2 separate regions of the Mus musculus genome follow, and region 2 is linked to region 1. A link is a contact called in public HiChIP or PLAC-seq data. All regions are on one chromosome and are shown on one strand. Each heading gives the region's core, a stretch centred on a gene start, on an enhancer-like site or on the middle of the called end of the contact. The rest is flanking DNA. Distances are from core to core; before and after follow the strand shown.

Region 1 (6,309 bases), core at 1,223-3,722:
TACACAGACACATGCAAATAAAAATAAAACCATAAGAAAGGAATTTGAGCTTGACAGTGGACAAGAGAGACAGAGCCCATTGAAACCTTAGAAAGGCAAGAAGGTAGCACTGAGACCTGCCCTCCTTTCGGAGGAAGCTGGGCTCTCCAGAGGCTAGCATGTTGAGTACCTATCTGGCACATAGATAACAAGGAAAGTTATCTTTCTCCACCTGGGTTCTGGATGGTGAAAAATTTAAAAACTTTCTTGATAATTAAAAAGCACATTTTGTCCCACATGTATTTGGGTCTGGATTATAGTGGATAAAACATTAAAAGTCATACCAGGTGTGGCACACCTTTAATCCCAGGACTCAGGAGATAGAGGCAGGAGGATCTCTGTGAATTTGAGGCCAGCCTTGTCCACATATTGTGCTCTAGGACAACCAGAACTATACAGAGAGACCCTCTCTCAAAGAAGAAAAAGAAAAGCAAAAAGAAAAGAAAGAAGCCGGGCGTGGTGGTGCACGCCTTTAATCCCAGCACTCGGGAGGCAGGGGCAGTCGGATTTCTGAGTTCAAGGCCAGCCTAGTTTACAAAGTGAGTTCCAGGACAGCCAGGGCTATACAGAGAAACCCTGACTCAAAAAAAAAAAAAAAAAAAAAAAAGAAAAAAGAAAAGAAAGAAAAGAAATCACATACACAGCTTAGTACAAGAGCATCTAGCAAAACCAAAGGAAATCCTACCTGGATTTCCATATTCACCAGGCATGGGCATCCCAGTCCTCTCCACAAATGAGCTCATAACAAAAATCAGAGAACACAAAAGGGAAAAATGCCCAGAAATTCATGAAAGACAGCACACTACAGAATTAGACTCTCGGAGACATTACTGGCTACTGAATACTAATGAATGCTCACCATATTTGAAGAGATGGTAGGATGAAAACAGTGTATCACCTCCAAAATAGAGACAGATGTTTAAAAGAACAAGAGAATTATGCTGGTTAACTTTAACTGTCAACTTGTCACAATCTAGAATCAACTAGAAAGTTCTTTTTTTAAAAAAATGTTTTCGCCTTTAATCCCAGCACTCGGGAGGCAGAGGCAGGTGGATTTCTGAGTTCGAGCCCAGCCTGGTCTACAAAGTGAGTTCCAGGACAGCCAGGGCTATACAGAGAAACCCTGTCTTGAAAAAAAAAGGTTTTCCAAGTTTCCAAGTTTTAATTATGTGTAAGCATGTGCCATCAGAGGCCAGAGGTATCATAGGGAACCAATCTCCTATCCTGGAAAAGCAACAGTGGTGCCTTCTCCTCCTCCCATCCTTCTTCTGAGCCACCTTTCCAGCCCTGGGAAGAGATTCTTAATGAGGAATTACCTAGATCCAGTAGACTTGTGGGTGTGTCTGTAGGGGACTGTCCTGAGTGTTCATTTACACAGGAGATCCAGCCCATTGTGGGCATTCCCGTCCTTAGGCAAGGGACCCTGGACTGTATAAACAGGAGAAATAGATAGATGGATGACAGGAAGCAGGCATGGGTACATTTGTTCTCACTGCTCTTGACTGAGTGTGATGTGGCTAGATATCTTAAGTTCTTCTCACCTTCCCTGTAACTGACGGTAACCTGGAATTGTAAGCCAAATAAACCCTTTACCCCTAAGTTGTGTTTTCGTTTGTTTTTTTTTTTGTCAGCAACAGGAGTGAAACTGGAACAATTATGCTACCAGTAACACAAAGGTAAGTATTTAAAAGAATATGTAAGTTGGTTCTCTCAGTGGTAGTGTGTGAGGCGCTTGGATCCCAATACCACAAAAGCAAAGAGTGCACTTCAGTGGTGCTTCAACTGCACACTATATATAACTTAAGTGAGAATGGAGAAGTGGGAGATCTGGCGTCACCCAGGAACAAGCACAGATCTGGAGCACGGGAAGAATGGGAAGGTTTATCCTGTATCCAAACGAAGAGAACAAAGAGAATGTCGGGAAGAGCATATTCCAAGCATAGGCGTGGGAATCTTCTAGAGGCCACAAAATAAAAAGGACTTCTTGCTCTGATGCAGGAAATCCAGCGCGCCCTTGTAAATTGAGTATATTCACCTTGCACGCACGCACACAGCAGTGGAACTGTGGGATACTGAGAACAGAAATCTGAGTATGGGCTGGCAGAAGACGACGAAAGGGCCATAGTTTTGGCTTGATGGTAACTTCTCAGCAGGAGCCAGGGAAAGTAGAAGCCACCCCAAGAAGTGACACCAGGCCTGATGAGAGCACCACTGTCGCCCTGGGCCTAGCTGGAGCATCCTCTGGAACCTGCTTGGGGATAGAGGACAGTGCATTGTCCCTCAAGAGAGACTTCTCAGAACCGGGCAGGCCGGGCCGGGATGGAGCTCTTCCGGAAGCCTTCTAGCGCGAGAATTTCCTCCAATCTCGTGAGAGCGGCAGCGGCATCGGCCGGTGCGTGCGTGTGCCGTCGGTTCTGGAACGCGACCGCTGAGGAGCCCGGCGCCATGTTGGCCCGGAGGGATACCAGGGGAAGCGCTTGAGGCGGCGGGCTCGGAGCGGAGCGGGGGCCGACAGGGCCGGCCGGCAGGAGCCCGCCCCTCGCGCCTTCGGATCATGAGCCGAGCAGAGGCCGTCGAGGTCGCGGTGGCGGGGCAGGTGCCCTGGCGGCGCGGGAGCTAGAGATGATGCCATTTGCGGTGACCACCCAAGGAGCACAACAACCGGCTCCCGCCCCGAAGCAGTTCGGCATATCGTCCCCCATCAGCCTGGCCGCCCCCAAGGACACAGACCGCGAACTCACCCAGAAGCTGATCGAGACCCTCCAGCCCTTCGGGGTGTTTGAAGAGGAAGAGGAACTGCAGCGCAGGATTTTAATTTTGCAGAAATTAAATAATCTGGTGAAGGAATGGATCCGAGAAATCAGTGAAAGCAGGAATCTTCCACAAGCTGTAATTGAGAATGTTGGGGGGAAAATTTTTACGTTCGGCTCTTACCGATTAGGAGTACACACGAAAGGTGCAGATATCGATGCTTTGTGCGTTGCACCAAGACACGTGGATCGAAATGACTTTTTCACCTCCTTCTATGACAAATTGAAACTACAAGAGGAAGTAAAAGATTTAAGAGCTGTTGAGGAGGCCTTTGTGCCGGTTATCAAACTGTGTTTTGATGGAATAGAGATTGATATTTTGTTTGCAAGATTAGCATTGCAGACTATTCCAGAAGATTTGGACCTACGAGATGATAGTCTGCTTAAAAATTTAGATATTAGGTGCATAAGAAGCCTTAACGGTTGCCGGGTAACTGATGAGATTTTACATCTAGTACCAAACATTGACAGCTTCAGGTTAACACTGAGAGCCATCAAATTATGGGCCAAATGCCACAACATCTATTCCAATATATTGGGTTTCCTTGGAGGTGTTTCCTGGGCTATGCTAGTAGCAAGAACTTGCCAGCTTTACCCAAATGCAATAGCATCCACTCTTGTGCGAAAATTTTTCTTGGTGTTTTCTGAGTGGGAATGGCCAAATCCAGTGTTGTTAAAAGAACCAGAAGAACGAAATCTTAACTTGCCTGTATGGGACCCAAGAGTGAATCCTAGTGACAGGTACCATCTTATGCCTATAATTACACCAGCATACCCACAGCAGAACTCCACGTACAATGTGTCTGTTTCGACCAGGATGGTCATGATTGAGGAGTTTAAACAAGGACTTGCTATCACACATGAAATTCTGCTGAATAAGGCAGAATGGTCCAAACTTTTTGAAGCTCCAAGCTTTTTTCAAAAATACAAGCATTATATTGTACTTCTGGCAAGTGCGCCAACAGAGAAACAACATTTAGAGTGGGTGGGCTTGGTGGAATCAAAGATCCGAATCCTGGTTGGGAGCCTGGAAAAGAATGAGTTCATTACTCTGGCTCATGTGAATCCTCAGTCGTTTCCAGCACCAAAAGAAACTGCTGACAAGGAAGAATTTCGTACTATGTGGGTGATCGGGTTAGTGTTGAAGAAGCCAGAAAACTCTGAAATTCTCAGTATTGATCTCACCTATGATATTCAGTCTTTCACAGATACAGTGTACAGACAAGCAATAAATAGTAAGATGTTTGAGATGGATATGAAGATTGCTGCAATGCATCTAAGAAGGAAGGAACTTCATCAGCTACTTCCAAATCATGTTCTTCAGAAAAAGGAAACCCATTTAACAGAAAGTGTAAGGCTGACAGCTGTGACTGACAGCAGCCTTCTCTTGTCTATAGACAGTGAAAACAGCATGACTGCTCCTTCACCTACTGGCACTATGAAGACAGGTCCACTGACTGGAAACCCTCAGGGCAGAAACAGTCCTGCTCTGGCTGTTATGGCAGCATCTGTGACCAACATACAGTTTCCTGATGTTTCCTTGCAGCATGTGAATCCCATAGAAAGCTCAGGAATTGCACTGAGTGAAAGCATCCCTCAGATTCCCTCACAACCTACCATTTCACCACCACCTAAGCCTACAATGACCAGAGTGGTTTCTTCGACACATCTGGTAAACCATCCATCTAGACCTTCAGGAAATACAGCAACGAACATACCCAATCCTATACTAGGAGTCTAGAAGACAGTCTCAGCTGATAAGAAGAAAGAAACAAGAAACCCAACAGAAGGGAAGAACCAGATAGATGAGTCCCGCTTAGACACCACTCAGACAGCAGCTTCTCTGTTGGCCTCTCAGGAAACACCTGGGAACAGATAAGCCCGGTATCCCTGTTTTTCCTAGAGATCCTATTCCTTTTATTGAGAGTTCAATAAAACAGATTGAATGGATAGAAACTATCTCAAAGGCCCTTACACAAATTCTTGCAAATTGAACTTGTCGCTTTCGGATGTTAAAGGAAAATGAGGGAACCAGGCTAGATTTGACTCAAAATAGATTCATACTCCATTAGTAACTTTTTTTGCTGGCCTAATCTTGAAGTCCAGATTAGCATTCAAAACCAGTACTGTTACTCATGCCTCAGACCATTAGCATGTTGATAGTAGTTACATTATTTCAGAGAGCTCTGATTAGAAAAGAGGAAAATCCCCTCTAGCTGTATTCATTTCTGTCCTTGACTGACATTAGAATTGGATTTATGTTTGATCCATTGTTGGGAAATTTGCAATACAAACTATCAGAACCCTTATTATAGTACTTTATGGGATTTAAAATTTTTCCATTAGGAACTAGAACTAATTTTTGACTTTCCACTTTGGTGAATTTTCACCTTTTTTTCCTCCCCGAAAAGGTTTCTTTACTAATCTTAAAGTCGCATGCTATTTTTGTAGTAATATACTTGAGAAAGTATGAAATATGTATCTCAGTTCCCAGGAGGCGTCTACACCCTCTAAGATGGAATGTAATCTTCGAGGGCATTCATTTGACATCAAAACCATAGTTACTAAGTATTTGGTTTCTGTGGGAGAAGATCAAGAAATGGTATATGGGTTTTATCTGTAGAATTGTTTGGAAGAATGTATAATCAGCTAGGTATTTTCTCAGTTCCACATTCCTTTTTTCTTAATCATTTGTCCTCAAACAAAAACTTCATCCTCTTTGCATTAAGCATGCAAGCATGCATGCTGCTTCTTAAAAGTCCAGAATATTAATATCTAAATTGTAATGCAAATACAAAAGATTTTTGGCCACATGACACAAAACATCAAATTCTGACTTCATGGTTAAAATATCTCAGGAAAACTTGGGTCAGTGTTCTGTTCTTGATCTCCATGGATGTGAGATTTTCTAGATCACAGAGTATCTGCTTTGGAAGAAAACTAGTTTCCAAGTTTAAATATGTAGGCAAAAAGGCATTTTTTACTCTTAAGAAGTTTAAGCCATGTTTTATTTTAATGTAGTACCAAAATTGATCAGATTATATGTGTACAGTCATACAAAAAAATAATTTCCACAAAGCTCTTGACATCTAGTCAGCTTTCTACTCTTTTACCAAGTCTCAGGGATACTATAAATTAGAGCTGTTTCTCAATAAAGGAGCAGAGTCCCCGGATGTAGTAACTATAAAGGCCAAAGGATGTCACTGAATGATAGCTTTAGTCTTCTTAATCCAGATACAGCAAACTTAACAACTCTTCCAAGCATCCAGGTCTGTCTCTCCCTTTCCCTCTAAAACTCCTTTCTGTTCTGCCTGTTTTCTCCCATGTCAAGTCAGAATTGTTTAACCCTTCTTGTCCTTCTAGATTAATTTTTAGTGTTGGACTATAGTCTTTTTCCCTTTTAAACTGAGCAGTAATTGAGACTTTCTGATAACCAGACTGCCGGACCTCTTTCTGTCAC
Region 2 (6,309 bases), core at 2,172-4,671, 79 kb before region 1:
TAGTGTCCACAGAGGCTGGAAGAGGGAACCAGATCCCCTTAACTGGAGCTAAGGGTGGTTTTTAGCTACCATGTGGGTGCTAGGAACCAAACCTGGGCCCTCTGCAAGAACAGCAGGTGCTCTTAATCATGGCGCTATCTCCAGTCCACGACCTAATTCTTGGGTCAAGGTTTCTCATCCAGTCGGAGCTTCCCAGCTGGGTGAGGCTGGCTGGCCAGAAGTTCCCTAAACCAAATGTCCCTGTGTCTCTAGAACTGGGGTTATAGAGTCATGCCACTGTACCCAGATTATATGTGAGTACTGGGGACTTGAACTCAAGTCCTCCTGCTTGCATGGCAAGAATGTTGTGCATTAAGTTGTCTCACCAACCCCCCCCCCCATGCTGGGTTTCCCCTCCTGCTCCTTCTCCTCCTCCACCACCACCTTCTCCTCTTTCCTCGCCCTCACCCCCCCCCTCCTCTGTTGTCATCTTCTTACTTTGTGGCTCGGGTTACTCTCGAACACAAGATCCTCTTGGTTCAGCCTTCTGAATTCTGGAATTACAGGTTTTAACCACTACATCTAGCTTTGTCAATTTTACCATGAGTTGCAAACAAACATGTGTCCCCAACTCAATTAGGATATATAAATATACATAATATAAATAATAGTCTTCTAGCCATTCCTTCTGCCTCTTTTTCTCTTTCTTTTCTTTTTCTTTTTTATCCCCCCCTCCTCCACCCCAGTTTTAAGACAGGGTTTTTTTGTGTAGCCCTAGTTGATCTTGAACTCATTCTGTAGATCAGGCTGGCTTTGAACTCAGAGCTCTGTCTGTTTCTTCCTCCCAAGTGTTGGGATTAAAGATGTGCACCACCACTACTTGGCCTTCTGCATCATTTTTAAAATTAGTTTTTAAAGTTAGCATAAAGAGTAATTAGTTTAATTGTGACATTTTTGTTAATTTTTTTTCACTCCTATATATTGGGAACTGAATTCAGGGGCTCACACACGCTAAGTAGACTTTCTACTGGTAAGCCACACCCTAGCCTCTCACTGGGGGATTCTAGGCAGGGGCTCTACCACTGAGCCACACCCCCAGCCCCTCACTGGGGGATTCTAGGCAGGGGCTCTACTACTGAGCCACACCCCAGCCCCTCACTGGGGGATTCTAGGGAGGGGCTCTACCACTGAGCCACGGTCCCAGCCCCTCACTAGGGGATTCTAGGCAGTGATCTACTGGGAGTAATATGCCCTGCTCTCTTTTGATTTCTTCATTGAGATAAGATCTTGCTAAATTGTCCTGGCTTTCTTTGTATCCCATGTGGTGGGATGAGCATGTTAGATGTCTTGAATTTCTAAGCCAGCAACTGAGGCTGGTCAGTCTTACATGTAAGCACCCAGGGTCCTCCTTTTTGCCTCTTCCTTCAGCATCTTCATCCTCCCCACCCCTCCCCCAGGTACTGCCACTCCTGCCATGATCTCCTCGCTCTGCACCATCTCCCTGTAGCCCTCTGGCTTTGCCCACGCCCGGCCCAGCAGAGGAAGGCAGAGGTGGACCAGGCAGTCTTCTGTCAGTCTGCTTCTTCTTTCTGCTCCCTTGACCCAGAAGGTGTGGGTGTTCTTTTCTCAGCATTCCAAACAAGAACTAGAGCAAGGCCACTTAGGAGGCCTTGTTCCCAGCCACTTGGGAGGCCGAAGATAGGAGGATCACAAGTTCACTGTCAGCCTGGGCTACAGAGTGGGTTCAAGGCCAGCTTGAGTAAGTTTGCCTGGCTATCTGAAAAAAAAAAAAAAAAAAGTGAAAGGGGACCAGAGATGTAATCTAATCATGGAGTGTCCATCTAGCATGTGCTGGAGCCTGAATTCAACCTGTAGCACTGGGTAAAAATAAGCAAATTGAGACGATCAGGGGGCTATGGACTTAGGAAGGGGGAAGCCATGGTGGAGGAGGAGAGGACTTGTCGTCAATTTGGGGACCCATCTGGTCACCTTGCATACATGGTCAAGAAGCAGAGAGATGCTGGGCCGGGGTGATGCACACCTTTAATCCCAGCATTGAGGCAGAGGTAAGTGGATCTCTGAGTTCAAGGGCAGCCTGGTCTACAGAGTGGTAGCCAGGGCGACCCAGAGAAACCCTATCTCTAAAAACAAAACCGCCACCACCAACAACAAAAAGAATCTAGGAGACAGGAACTCTGGCATTAAGTTCACAATATTTCTTTTATTCAAGGCCAGCCCCCAGCCCAGGATCAAGGTCCAGCTCACATTTAGGGGTGGCCTTCCTTCCCTTACCCAACCAATAAGATCCCTCACAGACATGCCCAGAGGTTGTATCTTTGGTGATTCTAGATCCTGCCAAGTGGAAAGTCAACAATAGTAGCTGTCATGAACACCAAAGACCATCTTGCCCCTGCAGCTCCCTCAAGGGGTGTTCAAAATGTTCAGAGACAGATTGGGTTCCCACGTCCTCCAAAGATGTCACGCCCCCCCCTAAAGCAGAAAGCTGAATCTGGTGGCTGGTGAGCCAGCTCAACAGGTAAAGATGCTTGTCTTCAAGCCGGAAGACCTGAGTTTTGTCCCTAAGTTGTCCATGGTGTAGGAACAAAGCTAACTCCTGCAAGTTGCCTTCTGCCCTCTACACGCATGATAAATACGTAACTGCAGGCGGCTGGAGAGCTTGCTCAGCGGTTGAGTGCTTCCTGTGCATACAGAGGATTGGAGTTCGAATCCCAACACCCGCTTCGGTTGCCTCACAACTGCCCCTAACTCCCGCTCCTGGGGATCCCAGACTTCTTATCTCCACACACTTGCACTCACATATGCACATAGCCCCACCCCCACCCTGCGCACATATACACACATAAATTAAAAATAAATGCTTTAAAATATTAAAATGCAATAAAGTAATAATAAAAAGAAAACTGGAGTTTGAAGACATGAGGATAGACTTGGGGCTGTAGATTCTGAACATGATGGAATGTCCCCATCTTGGTACTGGGATGTGGATGTGAATGGGGATTGGGGCAGGGGGCAGGGGGGAGGGGAGCAGCGGCGAAGGTGGAATGGGAGGGGGTGGAGCAAGATGGTTCCTAGAGACACAGAGTCCTGGATGGTAGGGTGGATTCAGGGCTAAGAGCCTGCAATAAGTAAACTGAGGGTGCCACCTAGTTCGGTCCCCAGGCGTCCCCTGTGGCTTTGCAGTGCTGCCCGGATGGCAAGCCGTAACAGAGGCAGTTCAGTCTAGTCCAAGCTGTCTTCTGCTGGCTAGAACAGCAATGGGGTGGAGGGGACCCGGGGAGAAGCTAGCAGGAGGGAGGGGGCCTCCCAGCCGGGCGATTGGCAGCGTGCGCCCAAGTCCCCCCCATATCCCGCCCCCGCCCCGCCCCCGCCACCATCTGCTCGGGATTTGCGATCCGGGAGACTCCAGGCTCAGGGGCTCGGGGCTCCGGAGGCAACTGATCGGGTCTGTTCAAGGCCCTGGAGCAGCCCGAGGATCTGACACCTTTCCAACCTGCTGCGCCTCCCGAAGCGGCTCCTGGTGTTCCCGCGTCCCAGCCCTGGTCTGGGCGCTGATGGAACCGCGGCGATGTTCACTCTGGCCAGGCTGCTGGATTTCCAGAAAACCAAATATGCAAGGTGAGTAGCGGGTCAGGGGGTGATAGACAGGGGCCAGGACACCAAGATCCTTCTTTCCTTTCCCCACTGTCTGGAGAACTGGGCTCGATGCACAGACCCCGTTGCCTGGGGCTAGAACAACCCAGCTTCTTCATAACGGAGTGGTAATTGTCACCCCGCTTTTGCGCTCAGCGCAGCGGATTCTCCGAGTTTCCTTTTTCCCCTGGGCGAGGTGCTTCTTCGGTCCAAAGCTCAGTTTCCACATTTGCGACCCGGTGAACTCTGAGAGTCTCCACCATTCGGAACCACGGAGGATTATATGAGATGATCCTTAGAAAGCAAATCTAAGGGTGGGGGAACTGCTCCATCCCTGTGGAGCTCTCTGGGGTCCTCCCTGAACCCAGATTTCTTTTCTTTTCTTTCTTTTATTTTATTTATTTATTTTTTGAGTCAGGTCTCACTATAGTAGTCCTGGCTGGCTTGGACCCTCCTTTGTAGACCAAGCTGTCCTTTGACCTCACAGAGCTCTGTCTAGCTCGGGAACACTGGTCCTTCTTTTCCTGTTTTCGAGACAGTCTTGCTACATACCCTAGGCTGGCCTTGATCTCACTATGTAGCCCAGGCTTGTCTTGAACTTAATTCTTCAGCCTTAGCCCCCCTGGATGCTGAAATTAGGGCTGGGACTCACAAGAGTATATTTTAGTTAACATTTTGTATACCTGATTCCCATCTGAACACGTTAGTTGTGAGTTATTTTGCATTGTGTTTTTTTAATACGAAGTTTTCATTATCTGGTGTGCATTTTGATTTGATTTGGTTGTCTTGAACGAGTATCATTATTATTACTATTATTTTTATTGCATGTGGGGTTGTGTACCCCACACATATATGGAGGTCAGACAATGTTGTGGAGTTGAATCTTTCCTTCCCACTATCTATGAATTCCAGAGATTGAACCCTGGTCTCCAGGCTTTTGTGGCAAACTCCGTGACTTGCTGAGCCATCTTGTCATGCCTTTCCTAGTCCTTTTTTTAATTTTATTTTTAAAAAATGTCTCATTCTATAGCCTAGTAGCCCAGGCTTCTCTGAAACACACTATGTGGCCCAGGTCAGCCTTACACGGACAGCAGTCCTTTGGCCTCAGCCTCCTGAAGGCTGGGATTACAAGTGTGGGCTGGTATGCCTGGCTGCTCATGGAGATGTGATTGCCTCTGTGGCGGATGGAGAGATAGGCCTTTGAGAAAAGACCCGGTCGTAGGAGATAGAACTGTTTCACTTGAGTAAATGGTGAGCCTCCAGGCTCACCATTTCTCTGCACACTTGCAGATTTACTGCCCCAGAACTGAAGCCAGCAATAGACTTGGATGTTCCAGTCTCCAGAGCCTCTGTTCTGTGGATCCTAAGCTGGTCCCTAACTCACAGCTGGGGATGGTCTCAAATTCCCGATCTAAGTGCTGGGTTAGGTTTATGGATGCAATGCTGGGGACTGAACCCAGTGCCTTGTGCATGGTAGACGAGTCTACTGAGCTACTTCCCCGGCCCACAAACTTCTAATTCTTTCAGCTAGCATGTCTCGGGTGTTCTGTTCCGGCAACGGAAAGCAGATATAGGGCTGGAAAAAGAGCCCAGCTGGTAGGGTGTTTACCACTCAATAATGAGAGCCTGAATTTGAACCCCAATGCTCAAGATAGAAAGCCAGATGTGGTGGCATCCTTGTGATCCTAGTGCCCTGGAGGAGGAGACAAGCAATGCCCGGAGCTTGCTGGTCATCCAGCCTCAAGTACTTAGGCCTTGGGTCCCAGTGAGATGCCCCTGCCTCAAAAACAAGGTTGGTATCCCCCAAGGAACAACTGACCCTCTGACCTCCTTATATACACATGCACACACACATATCCATATATGTGTATATACTGCCTTCCATGAACATGCATATATACCCCCCCACACGAAGATAATGGACAAACTTAGATAAGGTTGGGGAAGGAACATTGAGTGTTTCTTCGTCCTACCAATGTTATCTTTCCCCCTCTTTCATTTCTCCCTTCTTTCCCCCTTTCTCTCTCTCCCCCCTCCTTGTTTTGATAGCGAGACGCTGGGAGAAGAAACTTTGGGTTCTTTTGATTTATTATAATGCTTTATTATATCTTTTGATTTATTATAATGCTTTATTATATTTTTACGTGTGGGCGGGGGGGGGGTGCCAAGGCATCCGTGTGGAGGTCATGGAACAACATGAGGGTCTCTGCTCTCTCTTTCCACCATGTGGGTGACAGGGATTAAACTCAGATTGTCAGGGTTGGCAACAAATACCTTTGCCCACTGAGCCATCTTGATGGTCCCGGCTTTGAAGTCCTAAGTGATTGCTAGCAGACACAGACCGGGCTTCATTTCTTTGGTGATTTTTCAGTTTTCTGGTCTGTACAGATGATAAAACCTGCCTTTTGTTTGATATGCGACTTTTAATTAGTTTCCCAGTTGGATGAACCCTGAAGCTCAGTTCTCAGACTTTGTTTTGGTTTTGAGACAAGGTCTTGCTATGGAGACCAGGTTGGCGTGGGACTTACAGAGATCTGCCTGCTTCTGTCTCCCAAGTGCTGGGACAAAAGACTTGCACTACCACATCCTGTGGTCAGCACATTTGCTCTTACTGTGACCAATAAAATCTTCTCCCTGAGACAGAATCAGCTTTGAGTTTCATTCCTGGGACATGGGCTT

Evidence for each region. HiChIP or PLAC-seq counts read pairs in DNA pulled down with a chosen protein or histone mark.
Region 2: an H3K27ac HiChIP or PLAC-seq map of embryonic stem cells shows a contact between it and region 1, with 6 read pairs. The contact joins the promoter of Mmd2 here to the promoter of Papolb in region 1. A contact is called at or near these places in 8 of 39 promoter capture datasets (the 3T3-L1 cell line, the HPC-7 cell line, embryonic stem cells and 5 more), 1 of 15 datasets of contacts at CTCF or cohesin (the NIH/3T3 cell line), 2 of 115 datasets of contacts at active chromatin or transcription factors (embryonic stem cells and intestinal villus epithelium) and 3 of 9 other capture datasets (adipose tissue, liver and pancreatic islet).

The regions. Positions count from the first base shown.
Region 1 is chr5:142,526,239-142,532,547 of GRCm38.p6, reverse strand. Papolb (poly (A) polymerase beta (testis specific)) reads left to right here and starts at 2,472. Exons shown (of 1, transcript NM_019943.2): 1 at 2,472-4,808. The coding sequence starts at 2,662. The coding sequence ends at 4,590. The region is part of intron 2 of Radil (Ras association and DIL domains); the gene reads left to right.
Region 2 is chr5:142,605,864-142,612,172 of GRCm38.p6, reverse strand. Mmd2 (monocyte to macrophage differentiation-associated 2) reads left to right here and starts at 3,421. Exons shown (of 7, transcript NM_175217.6): 1 at 3,421-3,615. The coding sequence starts at 3,566.